Linked DNA regions of Oryctolagus cuniculus: region 2 is linked to region 1. A link is a contact called in public Hi-C data. All regions are on one chromosome and are shown on one strand. Each heading gives the region's core, a stretch centred on a gene start, on an enhancer-like site or on the middle of the called end of the contact. The rest is flanking DNA. Distances are from core to core; before and after follow the strand shown. Region 1 overlaps TNS3 (tensin 3). Region 2 holds the start of TNS3 (tensin 3).

Region 1 (5,365 bases), core at 2,846-5,345:
CCTGGAGGGGCCCCCACCACAGGGCCTGCCCTAGTCCAGGAGGCCCAGCCTCCTGCCCCCTGGGCTCCAGGGCTGCCCTCAGCCCCTGTGGCTCATCCTCGCTCCTCTCTCGCTTCGATTTGTGCACTGGACACACAGAGCAGGACAGCAGGTGCTGCCCCGGGTGGTGAGGTGTGGGCCTCGCTCAGGCGTTGCAGGGATAGGAGAGGGTCCTGGCCTGGCCTCCTGCTCCCCCGGGTGGCCCTTCCTCCATCCTGGGTGCTTCCCTTCGGGCGCGCCCACGCCAGGAGACCTCGTGTCATTGTGGCTGCTGTGTGCGTGGACCTGCTGTTCTTCTCCCCGAAGAGGAGCAGTCAGAGCCCACAGTGCCCTGGGCCCCCCGGGTCAGCCAACTTCTCCCCAACCCTTGGCCCTGGGACGCCGGGGGTCTGCTGCTGCCTCGGAGCCCTCGCTGGCCTCCTGTCAGTCATCCCCATGTCCTGGCTGTGCCTCTGCCTCCTGCAGCGCAGGCCAGGGCGAGGACCGGCTTTCTGGATGTTCTGCCTGTGACACCCGAGCCCGATTCCATAGTGTCGCTCCTGGCTTCCTCGGAAGCCCGTGCTCTGGCCGGTGCGGCTGACCCCTCGCTCACCCCGGTCTGTAGAGAGCGCCTCTCTACATGACGAGGAGCCACCTGCTTTGGGGGGACTGTTGGGCTGCCCACTGCTTTCATCACGTAGGTGAGAAGCAGGCCCAGGAGGTGAAATCCTTCACCTGTTGTCACTCGGCCTCCAAGGTCCCGCCTCTGCGGCTTGGGTCAGAGTCAGCCACAGTGAGGGACTAGTACACGCGTGCATACGCCCATACACACACACACGTATGCACACACACACGGAGGCACGGCCTCCCCACCGTCGACATCCCCCAGCAGAGTGGGGCACTTGTCACACCTGACGAAGCCACGGTGACATGTGCGCGTCATGCCAGTCCCTAGCTCACATCACACGGGTTCCGTGCCGTCTGTGGGCTGGGGCAAATGCGGAACTACAGGGCTTCCCTGCCCGCGTCCCCCTCCCGGGCCCGGCCACCCCAGCCCTGTCGGCCGTCTCCGTAGCTTTGGCTTTCCGAGAGCTCAGGGAGCCGCGGCCCTGCGGTCTGTGGTGTCTCTCGCTCGGGGCGCGCTTCTGAGTTCTGTGGGGGGGGGGTGCCGGACCCCTGCTCTTTAGCCTGGCCGTGTCCCGCGATTGGTCACTCGGCTACTGAGGGCCACCTTGGCTGTTGCACGTCGTACCCTTTGCCTTGGAAGTTGTCCCTGGTTTCAGGGGAACCACGAAGCCTCTGAGTGCTGCTCTCTTGGGAGAGCTTTTGTCCATCTTCCGGAAGGATGCACCTGCTGGCGGGCAGTCCTCGCTGCTCTTTCTGGCCCGTGTACCTTGCTGCAGGTGCGCTCCCGAGGGTGGGGTCTGGGAGCACAGTCCTTGTGTATTCAGTCATTCTCTGTGCTGTAGTTGATGGCTAGACACTGAGCCGGGTCTGGGGCCTGAACGGGAGCCCTGGCGGGGTCTTTGCGGCTGTCCTGGACCTGGAGTGGCCTGCAGGACTGGTCCCTGTCCCGTGAGGAGGCACGCAGGCCAGGTGGCAGCAGCCATGGCAGCTCTGGGATTCTCTTGGGTGGGACCGTCCCTTGCTCCGCCTTGGGAGGGCTTTGTGGGGGCCCGGCTGGGGAGGCACCGTGGGCAGCACGGTGGTGGCTTGACCGGCTTCGTGATTGGGTCTCTGGTGCAGCCTGCGAGTCAGCTCTATTTGTGTGGGCTCTCCCAGTCCCACCCCCAGATTCCCATGGGAATGACACCGTCTATGGAAAGACTGTCAGCTACAAGTCAGGTGCCTGTTTTCCTCGGATCCGCATTGGGGTGGGGCAGATACACATGCCTCCACGCGTGCCCACCGTGTCTCTGCACCCCCTGGTACCCCCCTCACTGGCGGCCACGCCTGCTTAGCAGGGGTGGTCTTCTCCTGAGCGGGAGACCCTGGCCCCTGAGTCCCGCTCATGGCTCGGGCCAGGATCTGTAAGATGTGGGCCTTTCGTGGCACTGTCCCTGGGTCTCTGACCCCCTCGCGGTGTCATTGGGTGTCTGCCGTGACGTGGGCTTTGGCGGAGCCTTCGGAAGTCCACTTTGGTCCCAGACTCCAGACGGATTCTGCCCCCCAGACCTCCAGCGTGGAGCAGCAGGTGCAGGGAGCACACGTGTGTGCTGATAGGACGTGCCCCTGGCCAGGTCAGGAAGGAGGGGAGATGCCGTCCGACCTCACGCTGCCGCCTGCCAGGACGGAATGAGGCACCCAGAGCTGCGAGGACCCCGAGTTCCAGCCAGATGCCACTTTTGTGCCAAGAGCAACATGTGGGTGCTTGTCCTGACCGGGCCATGCAGCCAGCAGGAGCCAGCTCTGCAGGGAGCAGGGTGCAGAAGCCCAGGCCCGGCTGCGGGGGCACACACCACCCACACGTGAGCAGGCCCTGGTGGAGTGCCCCGCCCGCCTTGCCCTCTGTTGGCCGGAGATTGCTTCCTTTCTTCCGGCCTCCTCCTGGGAGTCCTGCTGCGTCCGAGGGGTGAGGGGCAGACCTGGGTCTGGGCTTGGGCTCTGCCTGTGCAGGGCAGCTGACCCTGGCCTGTTTCCTCGGCTGTACAACGGGAGCGAGAGCCCAGCCGCTGGGCTTCCAAGCACTGGAGGCAGCTGCCGTGCAGTGTGCCGAGCGTCTGGTTGGTTTGCCACAGTGACCTTCGGCGCCGGGGGAGCCACCTGCAGTTTCTGGTGCTGGAAGCCGATTCTCCCTGCAGCTGGGGTTCTCGCAGCCGCCGAGCTGTGCCGCGGGCCCTTGCCTGCCGCTGGCGAGCGTAGATTTCATTTGTGAGCTGTTAAACAGGGGGAAGGTAGGCTGCGTTTTCTGGGTTCTGATGCAACCCTGCCTGGCCTGGAAGCCGTTCTGTGGCTGCAGGCAGAGCAGCCGGGTTCTTGATTTCCTGAGGGTGCAACCAAAGCACTCCCCGCTCAGGACTGCTGGCTCCGGCCAGAGCTGCGTGGCCTCCTGCTGGCCGGCTCCATGTGCTCTCACCTGGCCAGCTACCCTTCTCTCTGCCCACCCGCAGCATCCTGCATTTGCCCCTGCCCGGCCCAGCCTGGCTCCCCGTCCAGGGAGGAGGTCTGTGAGCCTCGTCCAGGGCTGCTGCAGCCATGGTGGCCAGCCCCAGAGCACAGCCAGGTGGGCCCCCCCCAGCCTGGTCCCTTCAGAGGACGTGGGTTCCTGCTCCTGCCCCCTGGGGAGATGTAGGGAGGCGGAGGGGAGGAGCAGGGTGCAGTGGCTGGACGGTGCCGGACGCCTGCACGGCGCTTTCGGTCACTTGGCGCTGGCTCCTGGGGGCCTGGGCCTGACCTCATGGCCACTCTGGCGTCTATGCAGCGTGGCAGCTGGGCCCATGGACAGGATCCTCGAGGCAGCTCCCTGCGGCCAGCCACCGAGGGGGGCTCTAATCCCTGTCTCAGTGCATCCCAGGGCACGCGAGGCCCAGCCCAGCTCCGGGAGGAGGGGTCGGACGCCCCCTTGTGGTGGGAGCCCCCGTGGTGTGCAGGGGTGTTCCCTGGGCCCACCAACAGTCCGTCCACACGGCTCAGATGCGGCTCCTCCAGCTCGCAGGGCCTCGGGCATTGCCAGGGCACGGCGTGCGGCCCCCGGAGGGCCCGAGTCCAGGCAGGGATTTTCCCGGTGGGAGAGGACTGGAGGAAAAGTAAACGAGATGACCGCCTCTCGTGTCCTCTCGCTACGTCGGGCTCATGAGCTTCCGGAACTTTCACAGGCGAGCAGCCAGCACTGGCAGGCACCCGTGGCCTCCTGGTTCCTCTGCTTGATCAGACAGAGCAGAGTGGGAAGGGCCGGCCCGAGGGGCTGGGGCTCCGGGTCAGCGCCTGTCCCTCCATGGGGCTCAGCCTCCTCCGCTGGGCAGCGGGTGTCTGGCCACCACGGATCTGCGGGCCCAGGCTGGCGAGCTGGCCAGGCCGCAGGGATGTGTGCCTGTTACTGAGCACGTGCAGGTCCCTGGCTGGGTGGAAGCAGTGGGCAGGGGTCCCCGGGGGCATCCGAGACCCGGGGAATCACAGGCCTTGTCCGGCGCTGGCCTTGCGGTTGGCTCGTGATGCGGTGTGGGTGGTGCTGATCTGTTCTCCTGTGTTCCCTTGAAGCCCCCACATATCTGCCTGGAGCCACGGGAGAGCCAGGCCTCCCTCGTGGGCCCTGGGCCTCCGTCGAGGGAGGGGAGTTGAGTTGGGGCACAACCCGAGGAATGCGGGGGTGCGGGGCCCTGTCTTGTCTCTTCCTGGCGTGTGCTGGAATCACAGCGCGGGGCCGGGAGAGGAAGCGGGAGGCGAGCAGCCAGGCTGAGAGCCGAGAGCCCGGGGGCGGCCGCTCATCTGCTCTCGCGGCTCTGCCCCCAGCCTGCCCTTCCGCTTGAGGAGAAACACAGGCGGGACCTCCCCCCTGCTGCTCGGCCGCGTCCTTGCACGCCCCTGGCTGGTGGTGGGGGTTCTCATGGGAATCAGGGCAGGCCCGGCTGGGCTTCCATGCCGAGTGCGCCGGCCGAGCTGCTGGAGGAGTGCGGCTGGGTCAGGCCTGACAGCGGGGCGCGGGGGCACGGCCGGAGTCGGTGTCTGTGCTCCGTGCTGTGTGCTCCGCGTGGACCCTTTGTTGGTGGTGAGGAGAGAGCCCGACCCCCACCCTCTGGCCCATTTTAGCAGCAGGCGTTTTGTTGGTATGTGTGTGTGTGTCTGTTTGAAAGGCAGAGTGACGCAGAGAAAGGATCTCCATTGTCTGGTTCACTCCCCAGATGCCTGCAGCAGCTGGGGCTGGGCCTGGCCCACGCCAGGGGCTGGCGGCTCCGTCCGGATCTCCCACGTGGGTGGCAGGGACCCGAGCCCTTGGCCTTCACCTGCTGCCTCCCAGGGTGCCGGGCCTGGATGGGTGCTCTGATGTGGCATGCGGATGTCCCAAGCAGGGAGGTAATTGGCTGTGCCACTTAGAGGAGGCTCACTGCCTTCCTCACATCTGCAGCCCTCCGGGGCCACCTGGAGGACCCAGCTGTGCTGGTGTTCCGGAATGTTCCACGTGGTCAGCGATCCTGCAGACATTTGCTTGCAGGTGTCAGGGCTGAGCTGTCGCCGTCTCCCCACATTCCCCCTCACCCTTCAACCTCAGGACGGGCTGTACCGGGAGCAGGCTGTTTTAACAGGTAACACAGGTAATACCAGGTCACCAGGGGGCTCTGATCCCGAGCGACTGTGTGCTCAGAAGAGGAAGTAGGACACGGATCCCGAGGACAAGGAGACAGCAGGGGGC
Region 2 (5,392 bases), core at 663-3,162, 53 kb before region 1:
CTGTGAAGTGGGGAGGCGCCGGGGAGCTGAGTTCCAGGAGGGGCCAGACACGGTGTCCGGAAGGCGATACCCTCGCCCAGGCTAACAGGAGGACGGGGTCCGGCTCTTCTCCTCTCTGGGGACACAGCCTGGGTGTGTCAAGGCAGATCCCACAGGAGTGGGAGTCCAAGTCAAGGCAGATCCCACGGGAGTGGGAGTCCAAGTCAAGGCAGATCTCACGGGAGTGGGAGTCCAAGTCAAGGCAGATCTCACGGGAGTGGGAGTCCAAGTCAAGGCAGATCCCACGGGAGTGGGAGTCCAAGTCGCTGCTGTGCCAGAAGCCAGGCCCTCCTCCCCCTGGCTGACCCGGAGGGGCTGCGGGTTGGTTGCTGGGGTCGCTGGCTCGGCGGCGGGTAGGAAGTCCGGAAGGTCGCCCTCGTGTGAGCACACGTGTAGCATCGGAGCTCCCAGCACATCCAGTGACCAAGGACGTGGGCACCGACAGCCTCGGGCGTGACGCTCTGTGGCCAAGTGGAAGGGACATTCACACAGAGGACCGGGCGCAGCTGTGCAGAGACAGTGGGCGGAGGAAGGAAGCTGAGAGTCCCCAGGAGGCCAGATGGCCTGGTCCTTATCGTGTTCCGCCTCTGACCAGCACACTGACCTTGGGCAAGATCCAGGGCTTCGGCCTCTTTCCTTATCGGGCCTAAGGGTTTAGTGCCCGGAAGGGCCAGCTGCTTCTGACACCTCCCCGCTCGCCCACTGCCTCTCCCCTACCACCCCCTGCCCCACCTCTGCCCTCTTGGGCTGGGGTCTCCTAGAAGGTGGGGAAAGTGCTGGCCTCACTCCCCGGCCTGGGGCTCCAAGAACGGGACGCTGGCCCTGGCTGTGGGGCAGGGACGTGGTCGCCCTCTCCAGCTCCCCCAAGCAGCACTTGCCACCCCTCCTTGAGGGGGGTGAAGGGACCGAGCCTGGCGGGCTGGGTGTTCTCACGGTGGAGGGGCGGTTGGCTGCCGGTCCCCCGGGGGGGGGGGGGCCCTTTCCAAACTGCGCTTCCAAGGATGGTTTACCTCGCTCTGTTTCTCCACCATCCCTTGCGCAGGGGCAGAGGAGCAGGGGGGACCCCCAGGCCTGTGGGGTGGGGTGGGGGTTAGGGTGTTCTGTGTCTGACTTGGCCTCTGCTCGGCCTGCTCCAGGCAGGAGCCCCGGGCCATGTGCTGCAGGTGGCAGGTGCCATCCTTGGCCCTCTACTGCAGGAGGTGGGGTGAGGGGTGCCCTCCCGGAGACGCCCCCCAGGTAGCAGGGGGTGCTGGTGTCTATAGGACGGGACGTGGATGGACCTCTCTTGGTGATCGCTGACCTCTGATTTCCCCAGAAGAGCATGCGTGTTGCACAGGGACCTACCAGAGCCATCCGCCCCCCACTCCTCACAAAGGGTGAAAGTGAGGCTGAGTGGCTGAGTGCTGGAGCACCCGGTCTTGGGGGTGGCCAATGCATGGCAGTGTGTCCCGCGAGAATTCCTCTGCTGGCACCTCCGACCTTGCTGGCTTCTGGCCCCCGGAGTCCTGCACAGTTGTCCCTGCTTGTTCTGAGAAGTGGGGTGACCTCCCCAGTCCTCCCTGACGCCCCCTTCCTTAGCTGGGACCTCCGCCCGGGCTGTTCCGCCCTGTGTGCCCGGCCCCAGGGAGACTCTAAGCTGCAGGAGGACAGGCAGACCCTGCTCCCGCGGGCGCGATAAACACCCATGCTATGCAGGGCCTGGAACTCGAACCCGCTCCCGGGGTGTTCTCGCACCCCCAAGCCCGCGGCACCCTCGGAGCCCGGGCCGGCTCCAGGGAGAAGTCCCAGGGGCGCACCGGCAGAGCAGGGGCCCCGCGAGTGCAGGCGCGCGGCTTTGTTGCGGCGATGAGGCCAGGTGACCGCTGGGCCCCGGGCCCGGGCCGCGGCGATTGCCCGCGCCGCCTCGAGGGGGCCCTGGCGCGGGCGCCGGCCGCCAGCCAGGAGGACGGGCCCGCCCGCGCGCTGCTCGGCGCCCAGCCTCGCTGCCGGCCATCGCTCCGCCGGACCGCGCCGCGGGCTCGCCCAGGTACTGGGGGCCGGGAGGAAGCGGGGTACGCGGCCACGCGCCGCCGCCCTCTTTGTTTTGGGCCCAGCGCGGGTGTCTGCGCCTGGGGCGCAGGGACTCGGGCTCGGCGCGTGCGGGGACAGGGGCTCCGGCTGCGCGGGGGACGGGGACTCAGGGCGCCGGGACAGGGGCTCGGGAGGACTGAGGCCAAGGCGCGCGGAGACCCGGGCTGGGGGCGCGTGGGGCCACTGTGCGGCTCTGCCGGGGTCCCGGGAAACGCGCTGGGGCGCGGACCGGCCAGGCTGGGGTCCGGGGTCCGGGGACCGGGGACCGGGGGCGCGGACCGGACAGGCTGGGGTCTGCGACGGAGCCGGCGGCGCAGGGGCGCGCGGGACGGCGGGTGGAGGCCGGAGCGGCGCTGTCTCGGTCGCGGCCGGGCGGACTTCGCTCCCTGGGACGCGTCCGAGACTCCGCGCCAGAGAGCAGAGCCCGGGGCCGCCCGCCGTGGGCAAACTCCATCTTCTGCTTGTTCTGGGAGGGCGCCTTGTTGCGTTTCTCTTTCCTTTGCGGCGCGAGAGGCAGGGGGCCCCTCGAGCCCCTCTGCCTCCCCCCGAAGGCGGGGGGCCTGGCGGAGCTCTGGGCAGGGGCCACCTGTGGCACGTGCCGCCTGGCACGCCAGTCTGCGCGGACCGGCGGTAGGAGGGGGAGGGTCCCGGCGCCCGTGGGGTCTCCGAGCGCTGCAGGCCGGCCTGACCCTGGATGTGCCTGCAGACTGGGAGGCGGGAAGCGAAGGGGGCTTCCCCGCGCTCCCTGGGGGGTGCCCTCTGGTGACCGAAACTCCAGCAGTGCTGAAAAGCAGAAGGTGACCCCCAGCGCACACGTTCCCCGGGTCTCCCTGCTTGAACCGGAACACAGGAAAGTGGGGCTGGAGGAGCCCTTGCAGCCACGGGGCCCCTCCCTCCCCGCACGAATCCGGCTAAGGCGCTTCCTGCGTGCTTTCCCTGCGCAAGGAGGGTTGTGCACCCTCGTGTTCTGGTTCCTCTCTTTGGGGCCTGCCCGGTTATATTTGCAAATCAATCAACAAGTATTAAGAAAGGCTTCTCTGTGCGGAGGCCTTGAGAGCCCGGGAGGGGTGGGGGAGTGGCCGCAGCTGGAGGGTGGAGGGGCACGGCCAGAACCCAGGGAGCTGTGCGCACGGGCTCTCCGCGGGGAGCTGCCTGGGAGGGCTGGCCGGAGGCCAGAGCCCAGACCCTGGACCGGAGGCCAGCAGCAGAGCTGGAGAGGAGCGCAGGTACCAGCCGGTCCATTTCCTTTCAGCCTTGCAGGGAGCAGGGTTACTGCCCCACTTGACAGATGGAAGTGGCCCGAGGCGGTGAACCCTGGTGGCGGTGGTGCCGCCTGGGAGCCTGCCCCTGGCTGTGGATGCATGTCTGTAGGTGGGCTCCTAGTGCGTGTCCGGCTGTAGGTGGGCTCCCGATGCGTGTCTGTAGACGGGATCATGATGTGTGTCTGCCTGTAGGTGGGTTCCTGATGTGTGTCTGACTGTAGGTCAGATACTGATCTGACCTGTCTGTAGATGGGATCATGATGTGTGTCTGACTGTAGGTGGACTCCTAGCGTGTATCTGACTGTAGGTGAGGGCCTTAATGAGTGTCCGGCTGTAGGGTGGGATCTTAATGTATGTCCGGCTGTAGGTGGACTCCCGATGTGTGTCTGGCTGTAGGTGGGGCCTTAATGTGTATCTGGCTGTAGATGGGCTCCCAATGTGCATCTGGCTGTAGGTGGACTCCTAGTGTGTATCCGACTGTAGGTGGGGGCCTTAATGCATGTCCAGCTGTAGGTGGGCTCCCAATGTGCGTCTGGCTGTAGGTGGGCTCCTAGCACGTGTCTGGACAGCAGTTCCTCAGTGGAGGTTGTTGAAGCTATCAACAGCTGCAGTTGAATTATTTGAAGAAAGTAGGAAGAGCAGCCTTAGGAACTGCAGCTCCCAGGGCAGGTCGGCTGCCTGTCCCAGACTGCCCCGCAATGTTCTGAAGCTGAGCTGCTTGCTGATGGAACCCCCACTGGAGGGTGTGAGCCCAGAGCATGCTACAGGCTGCAGGAGGTGCCACAGGCTGCAGGAGGTGCTACAGGCTGCAGAAGGTGGACAGGCTGCAGGAGGTACAGGCTGCAGGAGGTGGACAGGCTGGAGGAGGTACAGGCTGCCAGAGGTACAGGCTGCAGGAGGTACAGGCTGCAGGAGGTGCTACAGGCTGCTGGAGGTACAGGCTGCCGGAGGTGCTACAGGTTGCAGGAGGTACAGGCTGCAGGAGGTGCTACAGGTTGCAGGAGGTGGACAGGCTGCAGGAGGTACAGGCTGCAGGAGGTGCTACAGGCTGCAGGAGGTACAGGCTGCAGGAGGTGCTACAGGTTGCAGGAGGTACAGGCTGCCGGAGGTACAGGCTGCAGGAGGTGGACAGGCTGCAGGAGGTGGACAGGCTGCAGGAGGTGGACAGGCTGCAGGAGGTACAGGCTGCCGGAGGTGCTACAGGCTGCCGGAGGTACAGGCTGCCGGAGGTACAGGCTGCCGGAGGTACAGGCTGCAGGAGGTGAACAGGCTGCCGGAGGTACAGGCTGCAGGAGGTGCTACAGGCTGCAGGAGGTACAGGCTGCCGGAGGTACAGGCTGCAGGAGGTGGACAGGCTGCAGGAGGTGGACAGGTTGCAGGAGGTGGACAGGGCAGAGAGTGGGGGCCGGGGGGAAGGTGTTTGGCCCTCCTGGCAAACGCAGCTCCTACCTGCAAGGCTGAGTAGTCACTACGCAAACTCTGAAGTCCTGGCTCCGTGTGTCTGTGTCCTGTCCTGTCCCTGCAGCAGCCGCTGGGGCTGAGCACCGTGTCCAGGGGAGCCCCTGTCCCCTGCTCTCAACTCCATGCAGGAGTTGCTTGTAGGAATGCCACATGCCCCTTAGGAGGCAGCGAGCCTTCCTGCCATCCCAGCCACGGTCGGGCAGAAGCACTTGCTGACTATGTGTCAGCCGCACCCTTAGGTCCAGGTTGCCAGGCCTGGCTGTGGCTCCCCGGGGCTTCTGGGGGAGGGGCTCCTGGTGCAGCAGGAGCCAGGGAGGGTGGCCGGGGTCTGGCCTGGAACTCTCCATGGGTCAGCCCAGCCCCAGACCTCTGGCTGCTTCCTGTAGGACCCTGGTGAGCTTGGGGATCAGCTGATGATGCAGAGCCAGCCCCGTCTACCCAGAGTCCTTTGCGGCCACTGCTGTTCATCTAACACAAGGGGCTCTGGTTACTTGGCAAATTAAGCAGGCATTTGGTTAACCTACAGCTACTTCTTGTTTCTCGCAGTTAGCAACAGGGTT

What was found. A called contact is a pair of places that touch in the nucleus more often than the background predicts.
Region 2: a contact with region 1 is called in a Hi-C map of an unstated tissue, with 3 times the contacts expected there. The contact joins the promoter of TNS3 here to the enhancer-like site in region 1. A contact is called at or near these places in 2 of 6 Hi-C or Micro-C datasets (psoas muscle and an unstated tissue).

What each region holds. Positions count from the first base shown.
Region 1 is chr16:53,245,416-53,250,780 of mOryCun1.1, reverse strand. The region is part of intron 3 of TNS3 (tensin 3); the gene reads left to right. Among named protein-coding and RNA genes, the nearest start is that of TNS3, 51 kb to the left of the region's middle. Within about 2 kb of position 4,095, at least 2 of the 8 cell types and tissues checked have an H3K27ac peak or open chromatin away from gene starts, as enhancers often do.
Region 2 is chr16:53,295,794-53,301,185 of mOryCun1.1, reverse strand. TNS3 (tensin 3) reads left to right here and starts at 1,912. Exons shown (of 31, transcript XM_070059452.1): 1 at 1,912-2,065.